Linked DNA regions of Arachis hypogaea: region 1 is linked to region 2. A link is a contact called in public Hi-C data. All regions are on one chromosome and are shown on one strand. The core of a region is the stretch at or near the end of the contact, and the rest is flanking DNA. Distances in the headings are between cores, read along the strand shown. Region 1 holds the start of LOC112800701 (cholesterol 22-monohydroxylase CYP90B51). Region 2 has its middle 33 kb from the start of LOC112803247.

Evidence for each region. A called contact is a pair of places that touch in the nucleus more often than the background predicts.
Region 1: a Hi-C map of an unstated tissue shows a contact between it and region 2, with 2.7 times the contacts expected there. The contact joins the promoter of LOC112800701 here to the enhancer-like site in region 2. A contact is called at or near these places in 3 of 8 Hi-C or Micro-C datasets (leaf and an unstated tissue).

Annotation. Positions count from the first base shown.
Region 1 is chr5:10,361,982-10,367,798 of arahy.Tifrunner.gnm2.J5K5, reverse strand. It overlaps LOC112800701 (cholesterol 22-monohydroxylase CYP90B51), which reads right to left and starts at 1,948. Exons shown (of 8, transcript XM_025843065.3): 1 at 1,352-1,948; 2 at 941-1,265; 3 at 715-867; 4 at 380-631; 5 at 148-240; 6 at 1-8. The coding sequence starts at 1,566.
Region 2 is chr5:10,323,508-10,329,299 of arahy.Tifrunner.gnm2.J5K5, reverse strand. No RefSeq gene overlaps it. Among protein-coding and RNA genes, the nearest start is that of LOC112803247, 33 kb to the right of the region's middle. Within about 2 kb of position 3,814, at least 2 of the 3 cell types and tissues checked have open chromatin away from gene starts, as enhancers often do.

The DNA.
Region 1 (5,817 bases), core at 699-3,198, 40 kb before region 2:
TTCACAACCTTCATCCACATAACCATATTTATATTTATATTATGCATTAAACAGTTCCAAGGGCTACATCATCGCATCAAATAAAATAATGATAGCTGCAAAAGCCGAATACTATATATTATTATATGACATAGATAGGTAACTTACACAGTGGGTAAATTCCATTCTTTTGTAGTCATCCCAAGTGAGTTCAACCTCCCCTGCTTGTTTCTTAGCTCTGGCGATTTCGCTGTGTTCTTCCTGTTTTTTTGCACAAAGTATCATAAAATCCATATCAATATGCCAAACTATGTTACAAGTATTGACCTGATTAGAAACACTAACATTGAATATTGAATATTCCATGTAGCATATATAATCATGGATGGTACTTTCTTACCCTTAACTGTTCCATGGCTTGAGGACAACCGGGTAAGAAATAAATGGCAAGTGCTATAGCTACTGACGAAGTTTCATGGCCAGCAAAGAGCAAACTCAGAACCAAGTCCAGAATCTGCTCTGTTGAGAGATTTGAATGCTTCAAAACCCATCCTAGAAGATCATCTTCCTCCAAGCTCTCATTTCCTTCTTCCATCTTTCTCACTCTTTCGGTCATTTTCGCTTCTATGAACTTGAGTATGGTGGACCTCGACTGTTCAAAACAAAATCAAATCAAATCAAATTAAGTAGTATATTCATTAGGAAATTAGCATCATCAATTAGCATTATTGTTACCTTTAATGCTCTTCTATATGCAGTTCCGGGTAAATTCAATGGCGCAGAAACAACACCCTTCATGAAAGTGATATACTCCTCTTTTAGTTTTTCTGTCTCAACATTCCCAGGATCCAAGCTCATGATGTGTTTGGCCATCAAATTGAAGGTGAACTGCAATTCAATTGATTAATTAATCCAACAGTTGGTTTTGCAGAAGAAGAGAAAGAATTAGTTAGTTAGTTACCCTTTTGGCTTCATCTTGAGCAGAGAAGGTGGAATTGTGTTTCCAGGAGTTAAGAACAAGAAGGGTGTGGTTCTCAACCTCCTTCAAGAGATGTGTTCTGAGCCTGCCATGGCTGAGGAAGTTTAGTGAAATGGCCCTCATGTCCCTATGCATGTCACCAACCAAAACCAACATCGACCATTTCCCAAGTATTCCACCAATGCTTCTCGGGTAACTGCACTCAAACAATTTCCCTTCGTTTTGCAATATGAACCTATTCAACCCTGCATCTGCTGACACTATTGCTGGCTCACCAAACAATTTCGACTTGTAAATTTTACCATACCTGCACATACACATACACAAGTGAATTAAGATGTTTGTGTTTCTGCTAATTAATTAAGATGATGTTGTTTCTGTTATTGTTGTTACCTTGCTATGTGTTGGTCCATGAATTCTCCTATGGTGGTAGCAGAATAAGGCTTCAAGTAACCAATGGTTTCACCAAGAAAGGGCCAGCCCATTTTACCGGGTGGAAGGTTGAGCTTGGGTTTGGTTTGCTTCCTCTTGAAGATGAAAATGAAGATGAGAAGAAGAGCAAGAATGGAAGAAGAAAGAGAAAAGAAAGTTAGATGTGAGTCAGACATGGATGGAGGTAGCTACTATAATCGTGTCTGAGCTTTGTGTTTGTGTGTGTGTGTTTCTGAAACCTCTTTCCCTCTCTTTTCTCTCTCTCTGTTTAAAGCAAATAAATTGTTGTGACTCGTGTGCTGTGCCAGTTTCCTGTAAGAAAAAAGAAAAGAGAAAAGAGAAGAAAAAGGCGTTGTCTTTACATATGCTGAAAAGGAGGTTCTATTTTGTGGCGTTATAAAATGACCAAAGGTAAGTAGTAGTACGCAGGTGGGTTTGGTTAATTATGAATCAAAGTTGTGAAGCCAATACCCTGCTTTTATAAGCCTCCTCCTCTTTCTGTCTTTAAGCGAAAACAGCGGAAAGTACCAACAAAATTGGCTTTACACTTTGGAAAACAATCCTCTTTACAAGTTTTGTTTTTCTTTATGCTCCTCTCTATTTCTCTTTAATTTCATTAATCACTTCAAAAGTATTTGTTATCTATATTAACAAAATGTAACCTAAAGTGATTATAAAATACTCTTTTTAAATGTGCTACTTTTCTTATCTTTTATTATTATATAAAAAATATTATATACAGACTAAAAGACTCTCATCCAATATTTATGTATAAATATAAATTTTGTTTAACTCATTTTTATCTATATATTATATGGTATTATTATATGATCAAATTATTTTGATAATTAATTTTAATCAAATTAGGCTAATAATTTATTGACATAATAAAAATAAATTAAAATAAAAAATATAACAAGAAGAAAAAGACTTTATTAAACTTCATTATAAAAATAATTTATTATCTAATATTTCTCTATTTTATATTGTAATATACAACTACCTATTAAAAAAAATTAAGTAAAAAAGATCTTTTAAAAAATATAAATTGTAACTTCAAAAAAAATATTTTTTAATTTTTTAGTATTTTTAATTTTACTACTAAAATTTTGTCAAACATACAAAAAAAATCTTGTTTTATTAAAAAATATCTTTTTTACTAATTTAATGGCATCTAAATAAGCACTTAGAACTTGTTTTGGTGAGTTTTTAAAGAAAAAATTTGAGTTATTTTTTAAGATTTTTTAAAAAAGTAAAAGAAATTTTATATTTGAATATTTTATATAAAGTTATTTTTTTATCTATCAATTATGTTTGAGTACAATAATATAAAAGTAGTTATTTCTTTATTTTTTATGTAAAGATTACTTTTTTCAATACAATACTTGTTTTAGTGCCATTAAGTTGATAGAAAAATATTTTTTCAATAAATTTTTTTAACGTATTTGACAAATCTTTAAAAGTAAAAATAAAAGCACTTGAAAATATCTATTTTGAGAAGTTACAATTCACATTTTTTTTAGGAAGATTTATTTTCTTAAAAAATATATTTTTCGCATCATGAATAAACAAAAGAGTACTTTTATATTATTGTACCTAAACATAATTGATAGATAAAAATATCTTTTTTAATGAGATATCCAAACATAAAATTATTTTTATATTTTAAATGATCTTTTAAAAAGAGATAATTCGAAAAAGATCTTTTATTAGAAGCTCATCCAAATAAACTTATAAATTGTACTTCTTAAAAAAGATATTTTTTATTTTTCTAATATTTTTATTTTTATTACTACAAATTTATCAAACACGTTAAAAAATTAAAAAAAAAATTTGTACTGAACAAATATTTTTTTTTATTAACTTAATGGTACCCAACCAAATACTTAATGTGTTTGACAAAATTTTAATAGTAAAAATAAAAGTACAAAAAAATAAAAAATATTTTTGTTGAAATCTATAATTTATATTTTTTAAAATATATATTTTACTTAAAAAATATTTTTAACATGATAAATAAATAAAAAATTATTTTTATATTATTATATCCAAATATAATTATTAAATAAAAAATATTTTTGTATAAAATATTTAAATATAAAATTATTTTTATTTTTTAAAAATCTTTTAAAAAATTACTTGACAAATTTTTCTAAAAAGATTTTATCCAAACAAATTTTATAATAGACATGAATATAAAAATTAAATTTTAAAAATAATTAATATATAAAATTAAATCAATTTTTTTAATTTTAGTGAATATAAGATAATTTTAAAAAATTCTATTTTAATTATTTTTAAAATTATTTTATTTTTAAAATATATATATATATTTTTTAATTTATTAAATACAAAATAAAAATAATGCTTAGAAAAGTACAGATATTTTTTAAAAACCTTCTACCAAATTCATTAATCAGCTCTGTTTAAATGTTTATTCAATCTAAAAGTAACACATATTCAGAGATTGGTTGAATTGAGAGGCATTCAGAAACTCATTAATACACTTGCCTTTTCCTTTATTCATTTCTTTCTTAATTTTGTTTTCCTATGCTTAATCTTCCACCCCATTGGAAGGCAGATAGAAAGGTAAAACGAGGGTTGTACAGGAAGTGATATAGGCTTATTAGTGTGTTTTCCCAGTTACCACATTTTCGAAAATATAACCAACAACAATTAATAATTTAATACGGGTCTGATGATCCAGACAACTTTAATTACTTCCTAAATTTTAAGAAAAAATTGTGATTAAGAGAAGAGATATTAACCGATAAAAAAATCAATTATACTAAGAGCAGCTGGGATCAAATTTTTAAGTGTCATTTTTAATCTTAATTAAAAATAATTTAAAATTAAAAGTTGTATTAAATATTATCTTTAAATGATATGTTGTTATTTATATAATATATTAAACTCATTAAATGAATATTCTAATAATATTATTAAAATTTTACAACAAAGATTCAATCAAAATATATTCAAATAAACTAGATGTACTCAATTATACTTTTACATTTTATTATTCTATTTTTTTTATTTTTTATCAATTTAATAAAAAAATTAATACAAGTCAATTTAACTCGTAAGTTCTCTATTTATAAAGTTCTAATTTTTCTTTCGATCTAAATACACAAAATTCTCAATCTTTACATTTATATTTTTTTTCTTCTGATTTTTTAAATAATTAAAAATAGTTTAATTTTAAATTAAAATAAAATCAAATATATAACAAATTTTACAAAATTTTAAATCAAATTTTATGATATATAATCCTACAAATATTTATATAATACTTTATAAGACTTAAACTAAAATAAAATTGCTTTTAAGAGTTTTATTAACTCATGCTTTAAGAAGATAAATTAAGAAATCATAAGAAAACATTGTTCATCAGTTTAATAAACTCAAATAAATTTACCAACAAAGAATCTGAAAATTTCAGTTGGTCCTTGAGTATCTATATAGACACTTTCATACTTGAATGAGTTAGTAGGATTTTGAATAGTGAATAATCATAAAAAGTTATATGTACCCCCTTTATTCCTCTATCCATTTTATAGAATTTGTGCCTTCACAAGGGCTTAATTACGTAAGAAAATGATTAAATAATAAAAAAAATTATTAGGATAAAAACAAATTAAATGTCTATTTATGAATTTGGGTGGCTGACTTTTCCTATATTGAAGGATAGCTTTTCAAAACAAAATAAAATTAATGAAATGCTTTCGTTAGCCTATAAAATGGGCATGATCTGATGCACAAGAGAGATAACAACAACAATAAAAATATTCTTTCTTTCTCTTATTATAAACAAATGCAATTTTCTCTCTTTTTACTTTTTATACTCCTTTCTATCTTTATATATATACACATTACAACATATAATATTATTATATATATACAAATCATTATTGAGCTAATTATTTTAATGCTAGAGTATTATATTTATACATCTTTATTTTATATTTAATATATCTTTTATTTATTTTACAACACGTTATCAGCACGAGACTCTGATCAAATTTTTAGGAAGACTCAGGTAACAAATTTTCATTATGTCGAAGCTCTCTCATCTTGAATTCAATGTTCTTGATATATCTGGAAACAATTATTTATCATTGATACTAGATGCTGAAATCCATCTTGATTCAATAGATCTTGGAGATACCATTAAGGCTGAAAATAATATATCTCAGAAGGATAAAGCTAAAGCCATGATTTTTCTTCGTCGTCATCTTGACGAAGGATTGAAAAATGAATATCTTATAATAAAAGATCCTGCAGATCTTTGGAAAGACCTTGAAGAAAGGTATAATCATCAGAAAACGGTGATACTTCCTCAAGCTCGATATGAATGGACGCACTTGCGTCTACAAGATTTTAAATCCATAAATAAATATAATTCTGCAATGTTTCGAATCACCTCA
Region 2 (5,792 bases), core at 2,565-5,064:
TATTATTGTTTACATTAGCATATTTTAGAATTTAACAATAATAATAATGATGAAATTACCTATATCTTCAACTGACATCTTGTTTGAGGAACGTGTCCAACTATACAATTCTATGCACTGTACTTCGTTCGGCATGAGGTAGCCATCACTATCTTCATGAGTTGATACAAAATATTTCATGAACCATGGTTAAGCACTGATAATGACCGGGGACAATACCAATATGGAATTATGGATATAAATGAAGATAACATATACTATAGTTGACCAAGGAAAAATCCCTGAATTCTTTCTATTATCTCTCTAGCAAATCAAATTAGCCAAAGGTAACATCAAAATTAACTGGTATATATTTAAATATGTTGTTAAATTTATTTTTATATATATTTTATATTAGTAAATAGTTTTTTAACTATTTAATGCATAGTTAACATAATTATAAGGCTTATTTTTTTGGACATGAGAAGCACATGTGTGTGTTGTGTGTTGTTGTGAAGAATGTGAATTCTAGACATGGATGTAGGACATCTTTTTCTGAAAAAAGATGAAGAAATCGGACCATTTAATTTTAAAAAAAATTTAAACCTACTAATCGGACTGTCTGATTAATGTAGAAGAAAAAATTTAAATTTTAGTGAAGGTAATCGGACTCTCCGATTTGTATTTAAAAATTTTAAAAAAAATTGGGGTACGGTAATCGAACCCTTCGATTTGTGTATCCCAAATTTTTTAATTTTTTAAACACAAATTGAAGGATCCAATTTGTATACTCAAAAATGGAACGATCCGATTTTTACTCCTATATCATTCCTCTTTCACATCTAAATTAAAAAGTGTAATTATAAATCTACATTCATATTTAATTCGAATTTGAATAATTATTCCAATTTATCTAATTTCTTCCAAAAAGAAAATAAAGTACTAAGAAGCATGAAGGAAAGCTGAAAAAGGAAAATGAAGAAAAAGGGCCACACAGCCGAAACAAAGAAGCCACTCGTGCGGGTGGAATGATGGCCAATCATTGCAACCACGTGGCAGAACCGCACGTGCGAACGAAAAGACGTTTTACGAATAAAATTCATTGCTACCAACCATTTATTGATTTAATTTTATTTATTTATTTCAGTTTATTGTGTAGGCCTTACCCTATTTGCCTTTACAGCACGATCTGATTTGATTAGACTCTGGATTTTGCTGTGAAACCTTCCACAAAAGCCAAACTTATGATCTCCTTTCCCATTTTACATCACCAAACATGAAATAAGACAATTTCTATCCTATTAGTTTTTAATTCATTACAATATTAACATATACACAAATTTATTTTGTGTATATTAATTTCTACTTATAATTAATATAATAATATGTTTTTTAACACTCTTGATCAATTAAATCTAAAAATTTACACGACTATATATATAGAATTTAATTATTTTTAGGAATTTATTATTAAACAACCACAACCGTGTAAAAGACATTAAACACTTTACTAATATATAGAGCAACTAAAGATTATTAAATAATTTAACATATTTGACTTAATTATTTAATATAATATATATTAATATTTAAATTATTATTTTTATATAAAAATATCTTTATTTGAGTCTAAAAAATTTCTACACGAAACATTGAACAATGGCCTTATATTTGTTAGTATCTCTGTCAACTTTCAGCTAAAATTTAGATACGATGAGTGTGATCGTGATAATATCTTGTATGATTATTTGATGTACTCATTTATTTTTCATTAGAAAAAAATTTGTTGCATCGATGGTCAACATGCAAACGTGTATTCTAATTATGATTATTATCTTACGTGGAAGTTGCAATATAATATTGTTAGTTTCACATCGTTTAAGAATAAAATTTAGTTAATCACTTAATCTTTTATACAAACATGCACGAACGCATTTGGCCTTGTTTTTTTCTTTCTTTCTTTCTTTTGAGTTAATTAACTTGCATAGTAAGCTGCAGTTAAGCTTCATACTATCAAAAGAAAAATATCGTTTTTTCTAGGTAAGTGATACATATATGTATAAAAGATTTTGTAAGTATCCTTACACACGTTCCATGGATCTTACGTAGTTAGCTTTAAATTAAAGTCGGGAATACTTGACATAAATAAAAAGGGAAAGTATGAGGAGCCAATGAAATATTTATACAATGTGTACACTGAAGGTTTATAGAGTATTAGAGATATAATTATTAGTGTTACATTTTTTCATCAGTTGAAGCTTTTGGGATGAGTTGTATTATGACATGGTATTAAAGTGCTAGATCCGAAAGGTCAAGAATTCGATCCTTGGTGAACTCAAAAATTAAACTAATTTTTCAAAAAGATGTTTATTATCGCTTGTACTCGGATGATTATTCTAAATAGTATAGAAGATGTTCATTTCATAACTTAATAACCATTGTACACATTGTACAAATAATTCATTGTCTCCCTAACGGGATCCTTAATGACTTAGTTTTACACATTAATGTTCGTGAGTCGTCATGGTCTCTTAATTACCTATGTAGCAAGATTACAATACTTGGAATATAATCTAATCTAATAAGACCATGTTCTCTTATCTTTAATATAATAACAAATAAGAAAAGAGAAGTCCTAGTAGTACTATTACATTGTATGTTACTATGTTTTTCTTTCTTAAAAAAGTTCAATGTGTTTCATATGGCTATTTTTTTATTGAAAATAATATTGATAATTTTATTAATGTAACTACAGGTGGTGAGTAAATTTTGTAAAAAAAAAGTCAATATGTGGGGGTGTATTGCCTACATGGCAATATTTTGATTAATACAAAAAAAATGTGTTGAATAATGTTTAGGAGACCATTTCGATAAAGACATAAAAAATGTCTTTCTTTTAAAGATGTTTACATGTATCATGATATTATTGAACATCTTTGTTAAACCGATTAATAATTTATTTTTTAATAAATTAGAATAAAATCAGTTTATTATAGCAACAATAATAAATCTAATTATTCCCATTATAATTATTAAATCCGATTTGATCCAATCGATTTACACAATTTAAATCAAACCATATTTAAATTTTTTATAAAAAGACAACTATATCCCTGATTTTTGTTTTAAAAAAATCATAATCCAAAAAATTAGTCGGTTCGACCAAATCTGATAACAATTAGTTTATTGTTATTGTTATAAAAAATCGGTTTTATTCTTATTTTTTTAAAAATTTAAAAATAACTGATTTATTAATACGTCTAATAATAATGTGATACATAAATATCTTTATAAAAAAACATTATAAAAACATTTTACACGTCTTTATGAATTATGAAAGCATCCTCCGTTTGTTTATAATACACACTTCAAATTTTAATATTCAAACAAAATATTATCTCTATTTTTATATTAAAAATAATTTCCGGTTTCATATTAAAGATTATGAAGCAAATTAAAAAAATATATGCATATCCTTTTCTGTACCGTTGGATTTGAGTGGTTGCCGATTAGTTCCCCAGTCAACACGCATGCAATGTATAGTTGTGACCAAAGGGGGCCAGCTATTAATTAGATGAAGAGTCAAACAACCAAACCAAGAAAAAGGAAACTATAAATGATGTGCATGGCAGACTAAAGAAATGGGGAGAACCCACGTGTGAGTTTAGTTAATACATATCACCAAAGATAGGAGAAAAAAGAAAAAAGAGAAATAGTATATAGTTTTGCTGTGACATTTATATTCCTTTTGCAGGGAAACGACAAGTGCGCATGCCATGACGTTACTGTGTACGGATTTATTTAACTACTATATAGCATTATCTCGTTCTAGTTCTTACCAGCTTAGTTTGTTAGTTATTTGTAGTTGGTAGTAACTAGTAATTGACCAAATACACTACGTATGGGAAACCAATCTTAGCTTGTTCAATTCATACATGTATAAGTTTGATTGTGGGACACACAATCATAAATGTAGAAGATATTAATAATCTTCTCGTATATAAATAACGGAGGCATGCAAACCTCACCACCCACGTTATTTATAATTTCGTGAGTATTTGAATTACCGTTTACAAAAATAAATTTGTATAAAATTAATTTTATAAATTTAATTTTAATAAAAAATAAGTTTATATTAATATAATTTATATTTAATAATTTTTATATTAAAATAGATTATAATAAAATAAATATTATTTAAATTATACTATTTAAAATTATTTTTAAATAATTATTAAAAGAGATATTAATTTAAATAATTTTTTATATAATTCTATCTTTTTATTTTAGATATTTAAATAGATCTTATTTATAAATTTTATAAAATCGAATAAAAAATAATTTTTTTTATACAAAATAAAAATAAAATACAGTAAAAAATAAAAAAAACTCATACAAAAAAATAATAAAAAATTTATAAAACCAACCATATATATTATATAAGCAAAAAAATTACAATAAAAGATAAATAAAATTTATATGAATAAAATTAAATAAAAAAATAAAAAATTTTGTACACAACATAAATATAATACAATAAAAAAATTTATATTAATAAACAATAAAAATACCATAAAAATTAATAAAAATAAGAATTTATATCAATAATATTTGTTATATAAATAAAAAAATACAATAAAAATAAAAAATTATACAAATAAAACCAAATAAAAATAAAAAAAGACTTCATAAAAAATATACATATAAAAAATAATATAATAAATAATAAAAAAACTTATATAAACTAGGAAGTAGTATAAATTTTAAAAATATAACATCAGAACTCTAAAAAAATAATATAAAAAATATTTATTATATAAATAAAAAAATATAATAAAAAATATAAAAATTAAAATATAGAAGAAAGTACTAAAAACAATTAAAAACTAAAATATTTACCTAAAAACAAATTTAAAAGATCTTGATGAAAAAAAATTTGGAACGAAAAACCGCAAAGAACTAATGTGAAAGTATATAATTATTTGTATTATTTTTATAGAAGAAAATAAAGAATAAGATAGATAGAAAAAAATTTTTTACTTAATTTTTTAACGGTAATTAGTCACTATTAACACGAACATAAAAGTTACAACTTTTAGCTTCACGTAAACGTGTATTCATGGAAATACTTTTGTGTTCAAAGAATTTAAAAGTTATCAAATATAAAAATAGAACGTTTAACACACTAAAATGCACTACTTTTTTTTTTAACGTAATTTCTAAATACATCCTTAATTAATTAACTTTATTTAAAATATTTTACCGTATTGTAGAACTTTAGCCACTGACCAAGAGAAGATGCATAAAGCAAAATTAATTAGAAATATATAGCAGAAAATTAAGAATGCATATAATTTGTATTTTTATTTTTAATATTTTCTGTTTATAAAATTTTGTAAAAAAATAATAACAACTATAAAACTATATTTTTATTTTTATTTTTATTTTTTGTTCATTTTTTAATTTTAAAAATAAAAAATATAAATATAAACCAAACGTATTTTAATTATTATATATCTTAAAGATATATATTAAAATTATTGTTAATAAATTTTAAAATTTTTTATTTTAATAAATATATAATAAATACATTAATTTATATTTTTTATTATTAATTTTGAGAGAATAAATATTAATTAAATTGATAGCAGAAAGAGGTGCATGCATGATGCATGTAAGTAGTGAGTAGCTAGGTGCTAGGGACAATGGTAGGTGTTTGACTTGAATTGAATAATTAAAGAGGTAATAGTAATTAATGGTCCAGAATGGACAGAAATTAAAGAGGGGCGGGAAGCAGTTGGAAGGAGGGGAAA